Regions from separate parts of the Mus musculus genome. Here all the other regions are linked to region 3. The links are chromatin contacts, called in public Hi-C and promoter capture Hi-C maps. All regions are on one chromosome and are shown on one strand. Each heading gives the region's core, a stretch centred on a gene start, on an enhancer-like site or on the middle of the called end of the contact. The rest is flanking DNA. Distances are from core to core; before and after follow the strand shown. Region 1 overlaps Pcnx2 (pecanex homolog 2). Region 2 holds the start of Mc1r (melanocortin 1 receptor). Region 3 holds the start of Trim67 (tripartite motif-containing 67).

Region 1 (3,236 bases), core at 682-3,181, 1.1 Mb after region 3:
CTGATCAGCTCACCACACCTCCCACTGATGGAGTGGCCCGCCGGATTTATCAGGACAGCTTTTCACTTCGACTCTGTTTACATGGACAGCACTGAGTGACGCTGCTCTGGAACCTTGTAGTGAGATAAGATCAAAATGGGGGCTCCTTGATTGGATAGGACAGAGACTCGGAAGTTTGCTGTGTGAGAACTGCATGGAAGCCAAGAAACTAACTAGGCTACGTTTCAGGTGAGAGAGGTCAGGCTGACATACGGGCAGGAAAGGGGACCACACCACACATGGGGGAGCTAGAGGTATATGGATCTTCTACTGCTGACTGCTACAGAAGGTGCTAGAAACAGCTCTTCTAGATACACACCTGCTGATGCTTCCTGCCAAGATGTGGTACTCTAAGGAGGGACTACTTCTGGGCTCGGTTCCTGCACATTAGCAAGCATGCTTCTAATTGCAAAATACTATGTCATAAACAGGAATGGATCCAAACCAGTGCTGTACTGCTGACTGCCTCGGCTTAAAGCACATGGCTTGGCCACCTTGGTTCTATGCCCGAGAGAGAGAGAGACAGGCGTTTCCTTCCTAGGGGTGTAGGAACTAGAACGGACTGAACAGAACGTCCTGATGGAGCCTCTACGTCAGGCACAAGTAAGTAAGAGGTTCTGGTCTCGCTGTTGCGTCTTGATGAGGAACTTGGCCTGAGTCTCCCTGTTAGGTAGCAAGATGGCTGCCAGCCTTCCCATAGATAATGCCTTGGCTCCGACTGCAATGGTGAAGAAGGTCCAGCATTCATTCATCATTATCTAACAAAGACTCAAACAACAGATCAGCTTCCCTCTCAAGGAACTATTTTCACTAGATGTGGCTGGGCCCTTATCACAAGCACACACTGTCACCTCTGCTGGCTCCTGGGCAGCCTGGAGGGACAAGCCTGTGATTAGCAAGACTGTACCTCAAATGGAGCTGCTCCTCCAGGGCCTATCCTCTTCCTCTAGGCTGTGGCGGCTACAGCATTAAAGGATCATGAGACCAGTGCTCTCTGCTGCATTAATAAACATTTATTCCAGGACTGTTTATTAGGGATGTCAAGGGACGTTCCCACCTCCTCTGAAACATCTGAGGGATGGAGAGAGCCCACTCTCTGGAATGACCTTCTCAGTGACACCACCAGGTCTCCATCAGCCTGAGGCTGGGTTGGTCTCAGGTCAACTAGTTCTCCTCAGGGTCAAAGCAGAGGCTGGAGCACTCAGAGAAACATGAGGGGGGAGGTTGGTGGTGTAGGGGTGACAAGAACGAACCAGCCCCGGAAGGGAACAAAGAGGCTGAAGCTGAGCTGGGCCCTGGTGGCTCCAACCTGGAATTCCAGCATTTGGGTGACTAAGGCAGGGGGATAGCTGGAAGTCTGAGGCTAATCTGGGTTACACAGTATGAGGCTCTGTTCCAAATTGGCATCTCTGCTGGGCTGGGTGGGACAGGGCTGGGTCTGGGGTAAACGGAAAGTGGTTAGAGTCCCTGTGTTCCTAACGTTGTCCTACCCATCTGGGGAAGCTGCAAGAACAATCCAAGGCCAGTGCTGCTTTCTCCCAGTGACAGAGAAAGTATCGCCGGAAATTCCTTATCCTCACCAGATTGTAAAACAAGTGTTTTCTGCCCCCCTGGAGACCTTATCTTTTCTGCCTGTCCTTCCCAAGGCTCCCGACTCAACTGTGGGATGGGTGGGAAGGGGGTGGGGAGGGATGCCTTAGGACAGAAGTTAGTGTAACAGGCTCACTGGCTGTAGAGGACACTAAAGGACATCAGCCTGATGGGGGATGGGAGGGAGGTTTCTAACAGGGAGAGGGCTTTGATGTGGGATCAACTCCCCTTTCATAAGACAGCACAAATAAAGGGAAGCCTCTGAGAGGCTGCAGAGGGAAATCAAGTGGATGGAGAGTGCCCTCATGTGGCAGCCGGGGGTGTGTGCAGCCACAAAGCCTCAGCTTCCGCTTGGAATTTTATTCCTGGAACTCTGGGGCCTGGAGAGAAATAGCACCTCTTAACCACGTGTCTGAGTGAGACCCCGGGATGAGGACCAGTCCAGGACGAGGAGAGATCAACAAAGACTGAGAAACCACACCTCAGAGAGGGTGTGGGAGAAACCACAGGAAGGCCTGCTCCGGGACCATCCCCCCACCCCCACCCCCCTCTGTGTGATCAAAGCCGGCAAGAATTTCCAAGTCTCTAACCCTGATGCAGCAAACACTTATCTTCAAACCAACAGTGACACCGCTCTTTGCTTGAGGATAAATATCCTCAAAGAGAGCTGTCAAAAGGGCAGCTGGTGGGGTTCACTGAGGAGCCCCACATCTCCCTGTTCTGAGCACCCATCAGTCTCACCACAGCTGTCCCCACCCCTGTCTTTCCAAACTCAAGGTCTTCACTTCCTTGGAATAAAGCAAAAAAAACAAAACAAAAAAAAAAAAAACAAAAAACAAAAAACAAAAAAAAAACAAAAAACAAAAACAAAAAAACAAAAACAAAAACAAAAACAAAAAAACGGGTGATTATTTCTGGAATGTCTCTGTCTGCTTCCCATCTTCGGAAGCCAGGTGCAGCTACGGTCTGAGGAGACGGCTCAGTCGATACAGCGCTTGCCACACACACACAAGACCCTGAGTGTGAGGCCCAGAACCCACATACAAAAGTCAGGAGTGGTGTGTCAGCACTCAGGAGGCAGAGGGAGGTGGATCGGTGGCACACACTGGCCGGGAAGCCCAGCCTACTTGGTGAGGCTCAGGTCTCAAAAAAGGAAATACAAGGTGGATGGCCCATGAGAGGTGATGTGGGAGCAGTGTTAACTTCAAGGTTTGGGTCTGTCAAAGGAGAACATTTGTAGACAAATTTTCATGGGACGAAGAGCAGAAGCTCTCACTCTAGCTTAGTGGTGCATGGCAGTCAGCCCAGAAACTGGAAACAGAGGCAGGGAGAATCAAAGTTCAAGACCATCCTGGGCTGCATGTCTCAAAAACCAAACAAAACCAAGCAAAAACCAAGCAAAGGCTCAGCCGATGAAGTGCCTGCCCTGCAAGTTTGGGGACCCGGGTTCTGATCCCAGAACCCACACAGTGAAGTTTGTTGAGGTGAGCTTGTAATCCCAACACTCAGGAGACAGAGACAGGCGTGTGTTCCTGGGGCTCATCACCAGCCTGGCCTGCTAGGAGAACTCCAGGCCAATGAGAAACTCTGTCTCAAGTGAGATTTAA
Region 2 (3,551 bases), core at 1,050-3,549, 1.4 Mb before region 3:
GTTGTCTCAAAGAGTTCATTCTGAAGCCAGAAATACCAACGTCTCTGAAAGGCTATGGCACAGGAAGTTAGGGCAGGGGGGGACACTTGGTCTTTCATGTCCCAGAAGTGAAAAGTGGCCTGCAGTCCCAGGATGCCTAGTTATCATGTGGCTTCAGAGGCTAGGCCCGCATGCCTCCACAGCCACGGCTCTGACCATCCCATTGGACCTAAGACCTCCACTAGAAGCAGAATAAGGCACAAGTTGCAGGCGGCAGACAGCTGGGTGAATGTGACAGTGTCAGCCCTGCCTCTACAGGCTTCCGTGGAGGCTTGGGACACTCAGGCCACCCAGAGTCACTATATCCTCCTCTGTCCCTGTGACACAGGACACCTGAGGGTGTGAACAGTTTGTAAATCAGGTCCACCATCCACCAGTGTGCAGGGTGGTTTGGCTAGATCTGCTAAAGCTGAAGAGTACCTGTGTCATGTCTGCAGGGTTGTACTGGTCGGGGTCATACACATAAGCACATGTGTGTGTCTGCCAGACGGTATACAGGACCTACCAACAGCTAGTCATGATGAGGCTGGCCACAGGCTGCCAAATGTCCAGCATGGGCCATCGACATGGCGGACGCTGCACAACCTGAATGTTTTAATCACCTAACTAACAAGGTGCCTTAGTGTGAACAAAGTATAAGCCTGAGGATTCTTTTCTCTATGAGGTTCTGAGACAGACAGTGGATAGTCCTGAGGCCCAGGGAGGCCCAACACAACTCTGCTGTAAGTTGTATCTTATCAAGCGATCCGGGAAAATAGACCTGACCACGTTTGACTTAGAGGGTGTCACTTCTATTTGTCATTTATTGCAGGAGTAAAGACCAACGTCTGTTAATGTATGCTTTAAGTGTTGCTCTGTGGCTTGGGAACCACCTTGTGAGCAGACGTTGCCAGAGTTGGCAAAGAAGGAACTGACTCCTAGTTGAACGTGGTCGAGCACACATTTGATGCCAGCACTCTGGCAGCAGAGGGAGGCAGGTCTATTTCAGGTTACATAGTGAGACCCTGTCTCAAGACAACAGAAATGACTCTTAAGGGGACTGTTACAGACACTGAAAGTGCCCTCCAGCGAAGCCCTGCCTCACTCCCCTGCTGCCTTTCTTTTCTTTTTTTTTCTTTTTCCAAAACAGGGTTTCTCTATGTAGCCCTGGCTGTCCTGGAACTCACTCTGTAGACCAGGCTGGCCTCGAACTTAGAAATCCGCCTGCCTCTGCCTCCCGAGTGCTGGGATTAAAGGCGTGTGCCACCACCACAGCCCAGCTTCTGCTGCCTTTCTTAAGTTACTCTCCTCACCTGTATGCAGAAGGGGCCATCCAGTGCTACTGAGACAGCATTGGATACCATGGAGAGAGTCCAGCAGCAACCAAGGGTGGGTTGCTACCACCACTGCGTGCTATCCTGACCACTATGAATAGTCACATGCCCAGCTGCTGGCCCACAGAGGCTGGAGACAGATCTGCCCTGATGTGGTTCCTGGCTCCAGGGCTAGCATGTGCTCCACAGCGGAAATGAGACTCCTCAAGGGAAGGGGTGGGGGGTGAGACTAAGAAGATGGGATGTGACTGACCAAAGCTTGCTGGCCAATAGCCTCGGGGCCCCCTCTAGTCAGTCAGCTTCCTACCACACCCAGAACTGTAGTTAAGGGAGGCTTCAGCAAGCTTGGGCCCATGAGGGACTTAAGCATCAGCTCTGCCAGAGCTCATCTGAGCCCCTTGGCATAGGGCTCTTTCCTGCCTTGGCCCTGCCTCTACTTGTTGATTCTCAAAGTTCTTGGACCAGCCCCTAAAGCTACCTTGAAGTCAGTAGCTGAGTTGCTGCTATATGAACACATCTTCAGCTTCAGGTGGAAATGCCACTGCCATTGGCACACTTCTAATGGAGAGTGGGAATGAAGGTGGGAGGTAGGGGTGCCTCATTCACACCCAGTGGCTGCCTGAGGCAGCGCAGCCTGAGAGAGAGAGAAAGGAGGTTTCAGACAACCCAGGAAAGTGATTTTTGAAGTGGGCTTGGAGCTTTAGGTAGGGCCACTCAGGGCAGGTTCTAGTGAGGTTGAATGCCTGAAAGAGATTGGTAAGTCACAGGGGCTTTGAACACAAAAGGGAGAGGCAAGACCCTGTGTTGGAGTCCAAAGCTAGTTTTCCGGTTTCTCGGTGCTGCCTCTGCCCCCTAGAGGCAGCCTGGGGCACTACACATCCCTGGCACATGCCCATCATGTGGCCACCCTCAGGAGGAGGGGCTCCAGGGATGAGTTAAAAGATTAAGAGAAAAGCTCCCTTCTTCTCCAGAGTCCCGTCTACCCTGGCTTGGCGAGGGAAAGGAACCAGACATATATCAGAGGCAAGTAACCAAGAAGTCTGGAGGTGTTGAGTTTAGGCATGTCTCTACCTGAGCCACTTGGGAAGAGACAGGGAGAACAGCAGAAGGCTAAGCTACTTCACACTGGCAGTGAGAGTCCATGAGCAGAGCTCAGGGTCCTCAGCAGGAAGTGTCTATGCCATGCCGAGGCTGGCCTGTCCAGCCAGAAAGAACACAAGTGTAAAGGAAAATCGGAGCGTGCCTGTATGGAAAGAGGCCGGTCTGAGGGATGTCAGAGACCCCCGACAACAACATGAAGTGAATCAGAAGCTGGGGGCTGATACCACCTGGAGCTGCAGCCTCCACAGACCGCTTCCTACTTCCTGACAAGACTATGTCCACTCAGGAGCCCCAGAAGAGTCTTCTGGGTTCTCTCAACTCCAATGCCACCTCTCACCTTGGACTGGCCACCAACCAGTCAGAGCCTTGGTGCCTGTATGTGTCCATCCCAGATGGCCTCTTCCTCAGCCTAGGGCTGGTGAGTCTGGTGGAGAATGTGCTGGTTGTGATAGCCATCACCAAAAACCGCAACCTGCACTCGCCCATGTATTACTTCATCTGCTGCCTGGCCCTGTCTGACCTGATGGTAAGTGTCAGCATCGTGCTGGAGACTACTATCATCCTGCTGCTGGAGGCGGGCATCCTGGTGGCCAGAGTGGCTTTGGTGCAGCAGCTGGACAACCTCATTGACGTGCTCATCTGTGGCTCCATGGTGTCCAGTCTCTGCTTCCTGGGCATCATTGCTATAGACCGCTACATCTCCATCTTCTATGCGCTGCGTTATCACAGCATCGTGACGCTGCCCAGAGCACGACGGGCTGTCGTGGGCATCTGGATGGTCAGCATCGTCTCCAGCACCCTCTTTATCACCTACTACAAGCACACAGCCGTTCTGCTCTGCCTCGTCACTTTCTTTCTAGCCATGCTGGCACTCATGGCGATTCTGTATGCCCACATGTTCACGAGAGCGTGCCAGCACGCTCAGGGCATTGCCCAGCTCCACAAAAGGCGGCGGTCCATCCGCCAAGGCTTCTGCCTCAAGGGTGCTGCCACCCTTACTATCCTTCTGGGGATTTTCTTCCTGTGCTGGGGCCCCTTCTTCCTGCATCTCTTGCTCATCGTCCTCTGCCCTCAGCACCCCACCTGCAGCTGCATCTT
Region 3 (3,673 bases), core at 987-3,486:
CGGGGCAGAGCCCAGGTCCCAGCCTTCCACACAGCTGAGCTGACTTGAGCTACAGAGCCATGGGGACTGAGGATGTGGCAAGATGCCCGAGTGTTCTGTTTTGAAGGAAAGCAAAAGAGGAAGTTTGCTTGTTTCTTTGTGGCTTGTCATGGTTGGTTTGTTTGCTTGTGGAGTTAGGGTCCCACTCTGTGGCCCAGGCTGTCTTCTCATCACCACTTTCCAAGTCCTCAGATTTCACGTGTCTGTTGCTTACTATAGGCCAAGCTAGGAGTGGTTTCACAGTATGTCTTGCATGTGCAGAGACACACACGCTTGGCTAAAAGTGCCACCCTGTCCAAGCCTAAGTAGGCTACCCAGGTCTGAAAAAGACAAAGAGAAACAGGAGTCACTTACTGTGCTTACTATAAAATCATGAGGTTTTTAAGAGATATGAATTCCAGTTGGTCCCAGGGCAGACTGAGCTGGGTAGCTGGGTTCAGCAGAAAGGATTTATTTATTTATTTATTTATTTACTTACTTACTTATTGATACAGGGTTTCTCTGTATACCCTGGTTCTCCTGGAACTCGCTCTGTAGACCAGGCTGGCCTCTAACTCAGAGATTCACCTGCCTCTGACTCCTGAGTGCTTGGATTAAAGGCGTGCACCACCACCTTCCAGCTTCTTGAAGAGCTTTCAATAACCCAAGTTGTGACTCTCCTAGACCTTAGGATCAATAGTGACTTTCTGAAGAATTTCTTTTTTTCAGTGTATTGCTGGCAGGACCAGGTGACTGAAGCTTCATCTACAGAGAGTGGATTAGGACAGTTGCCGCCTCCATACCCACCCCCACCCCCACCGTGCAGCACTGCTTCCTGAAGCAGGGCTAATTGGGATGTCCGGTTTAGCAGGAGCCTACCCTTAAACATGGAGCCAGACTTCTGTAAGCCATTCAGCTGAACTGAGATGCATAGAAAGTAGTCCAGAGCATTTACTGTAACAATTTGGCACGGACACATATATATATTGTTATAGTATTTTCCAGACTGGACAGGTGGAAGCAAGCTGCAGGACCCCGGAAGTCCTGTAAAGATATGGGCTTCACTGGGGTGCTTTGCAATGGCTTTCCTGGTGACCTCCCTTCCACCAGAGGTTCTATCCCTTAGGCACAGAGCCAGGCCAAGGCAGCTGCCTCATTAGTCTGTGGCTTCATTTCTCTCCTCCTGCTATCTTTCCAAATGCTGACAGTGGCTGGGGCCCTGCATTCCTTCAGCAGGAGTCTGCGCCACGGTTGCTGTTTTTTTTTTTTTGTTTGTTTCAGTTCAGCAGAGTCTTACTATGTAACACCCAGACTAGCTTGGAAATTACTATGTAGCCCAAGCTGGCCTTGAACTCATAGCAATCCTTCTGCCTAGGCCTCCCAAGTGCTAGAATTACAAGCACGAGCCAGCACGCTGACTGACACATCCTTTCTAAATCGACAATTTCCTTGTCTGTTCCAAGCCAGCTTGAATCGCACAGGAAGAGAGGGCCGCGTGGTGCGCATTTCGCTCCACGCGCTCTTCCCTTCCAGGGCTCGCCCTTAGCTCTATGCCCAGCGCGTACTTCCTTTCTCTGGGCAGCCGGCACTACCCAGCGCAGAACAGCGGGCAGACGGCAGCCAGGCGCGCGGGCGGCGACGTTGCAGGAAGCTCCCATTCATAAAGAGAACACCTGCTCGCTGCCTCCCGCCTCTCCGCACTCGCGAGCAGCCTGGGGAGGTTGTATTTGGCAACCTTCACCGTGTCCTCGCCAAGTCCTCCGGCCCTCATCTTCCACGACTAGCCCCAGTAGAACCAAGGAGACAAAAAAAAAAAAAAAAAAAGGCTTGTAAAAAGATGCATAAATCAAACCTCGCCCTTTGGCGCGAGGCTGTCCGACATTTTGTGCCTTGAAAGCTTTTTGCGGGGAGGAAATAGATTTAGGAACCGACTGTCGCGCTGTGTTGCGAGGCCTTTTTCAAGCGACTGGCCTTTTAGGGACCGCTGTTTACGCTTTCATGGTGGCGAGGAGTGGGCAGGGCGGGAGCTGGCCAGGGTTGCTCTGGCAAGCTGGGCGGGGCGCCGTGCTAATTCACCGTGCAGTCTCCATCCGTAACGGAGCAGTTCTCCACAATGATCCTCCCCACGAAGCCCTCCGACCCGCCCCTGACTGCCAGCCGCGAGAGGCGAGCCCTCATTCGCTGAGCTGACGCCTGGCTCCCCGCCCCCCGCCCCGTTACTCTCGCTCTGGAAATTACAACTCCTGGGCGCGCGGCACGGCGGGCGGGCGGGCGCGGGAGGCGGTGGGGCCGGGAGGGGGATTCCCGAGCCAGCGGGTGCTCGCCCCCCACCCGCCGCTGCAGCGTGGCGCGGCCAAGGTCAGGGGCGCTGCAGGAACCGGAGCCGGCGAGGCCAGCCTGGGACGCTGCTCAATACCGGCCTACGAGGAGGCAGCTCAGAGAGCAGCGGCCCGAGCAGCGGTACGGCGACGGTCTCCGGGCCGGGGGATGCCGAGGTGGCCGCGGCTGCACAGCAGCCTGGCGGAGGATGCGCGCGGGAGGGGGGACGGGCGCGGACTCCGGGCCCATCCTCTCGCGGGCGCTGTCCGCCGTCTGGTGGTGCTGAACCAGCCCTGGCCCCGCCACTCGGGCACTGGCCAAGAGCTGGGTAGGGGCGGGGCGCTCGCAGAAAGAAGACTCGGGGCAGCGGCGCTGCGGAGTCGGGCTCAGTAGCCTTGCTGGCTCACAGCAGCGGGTCACTGGTCCTTCGTGGAGTGGAGGCACGAGGTACCCCGGACGGCGCTACTGCTGCCTATTCAACACCTGGACAACCTCGGAGGCCACCGCGAGGGCTCCCCGCCACCTTCAGACGGCTGCCTCCGGTGAGGGAGCCTCGCCTTCAGGAGGTGAGGACCCCTCCTTTCTCTGGCGGCCAAGCGTCTTAGGGCGGTGGCCTGAGGACAGAGAGGGGGCGTGCCACCCTCGGGTGAAGACAGCATGCCCGTGAAATACCCCCGCCTCCTGACTCAAGAGCGCTGACATCGCCAGCCCAGCTGCGCTTGTCTTCGGAGCCTTGACCATTCTTGGCTGGTCCCGAGCGGCTCTGGCCGCGGGCGCGGCGATGGAGGAGGAGCTGAAGTGCCCAGTGTGCGGATCCCTGTTCCGGGAACCCATCATCCTGCCCTGCTCTCACAATGTCTGCTTGCCGTGCGCCCGCACTATCGCGGTTCAGACCCCGGACGGCGAGCAGCACCTGCCCCCGCCGCTCCTTCTTTCGCGAGGTGCCGCCGCCGCCGCAACCCCTCCGGATCAGGACGCAGCCGCCGGCGCGACCAGCGGAGGCGCGGGAGCTAACACAGCCGGAGGCCTAGGCGGCGGGGCGACCGGTGGCGGAGACCACGCGGACAAGCTGAGCTTGTACAGCGAGACTGACAGCGGCTATGGCTCCTACACCCCCAGCCTCAAGTCCCCCAATGGAGTCCGCGTGCTGCCCATGGTGCCTGCGCCCCCGGGCTCTTCGGCCGCCGCGGCCCGAGGCGCCGCCTGCTCCTCGCTCTGCTCGTCCTCCAGCTCCATCACCTGCCCGCAGTGCCACCGCAGCGCCTCCTTGGATCACCGCGGCCTGCGAGGCTTCCAGCGCAACCGGCTACTGGAGGGCATTGTGCAGCGGTACCAG

What was found. Promoter capture Hi-C pulls out the DNA fragments that hold promoters and counts their contacts. A called contact is a pair of places that touch in the nucleus more often than the background predicts.
Region 1: a contact with region 3 is called in a Hi-C map of nephron progenitors, with 6 times the contacts expected there. The contact joins the enhancer-like site here to the promoter of Trim67 in region 3. A contact is called at or near these places in 6 of 39 promoter capture datasets (the 3T3-L1 cell line, cranial neural crest, hippocampal neurons and 2 more), 1 of 484 Hi-C or Micro-C datasets (nephron progenitors), 2 of 115 datasets of contacts at active chromatin or transcription factors (embryonic forebrain and forebrain) and 1 of 9 other capture datasets (embryonic stem cells).
Region 2: a promoter capture Hi-C map of liver shows a contact between it and region 3, with 2.2 times the contacts expected there. The contact joins the promoter of Mc1r here to the promoter of Trim67 in region 3. A contact is called at or near these places in 2 of 39 promoter capture datasets (both in liver).

Annotation. Positions count from the first base shown.
Region 1 is chr8:125,869,075-125,872,310 of GRCm38.p6, forward strand. All of the region lies in intron 8 of Pcnx2 (pecanex homolog 2), which reads right to left. Among named protein-coding and RNA genes, the nearest start is that of Gm46061, 19 kb to the left of the region's middle. Within about 2 kb of position 1,932, at least 67 of the 459 cell types and tissues checked have an H3K27ac peak or open chromatin away from gene starts, as enhancers often do. A contact at or near this core is called in nephron progenitors, where this site is marked.
Region 2 is chr8:123,404,783-123,408,333 of GRCm38.p6, forward strand. It overlaps Mc1r (melanocortin 1 receptor), which reads left to right and starts at 2,300. Exons shown (of 1, transcript NM_008559.2): 1 at 2,300-3,551. The coding sequence starts at 2,728.
Region 3 is chr8:124,790,783-124,794,455 of GRCm38.p6, forward strand. Trim67 (tripartite motif-containing 67) reads left to right here and starts at 2,237. Exons shown (of 10, transcript NM_198632.2): 1 at 2,237-3,673. The coding sequence starts at 3,119. It overlaps Gm46059 (a long non-coding RNA gene), which reads right to left and starts at 1,605. Exons shown (of 3, transcript XR_001778718.2): 1 at 522-1,605; 2 at 1-359.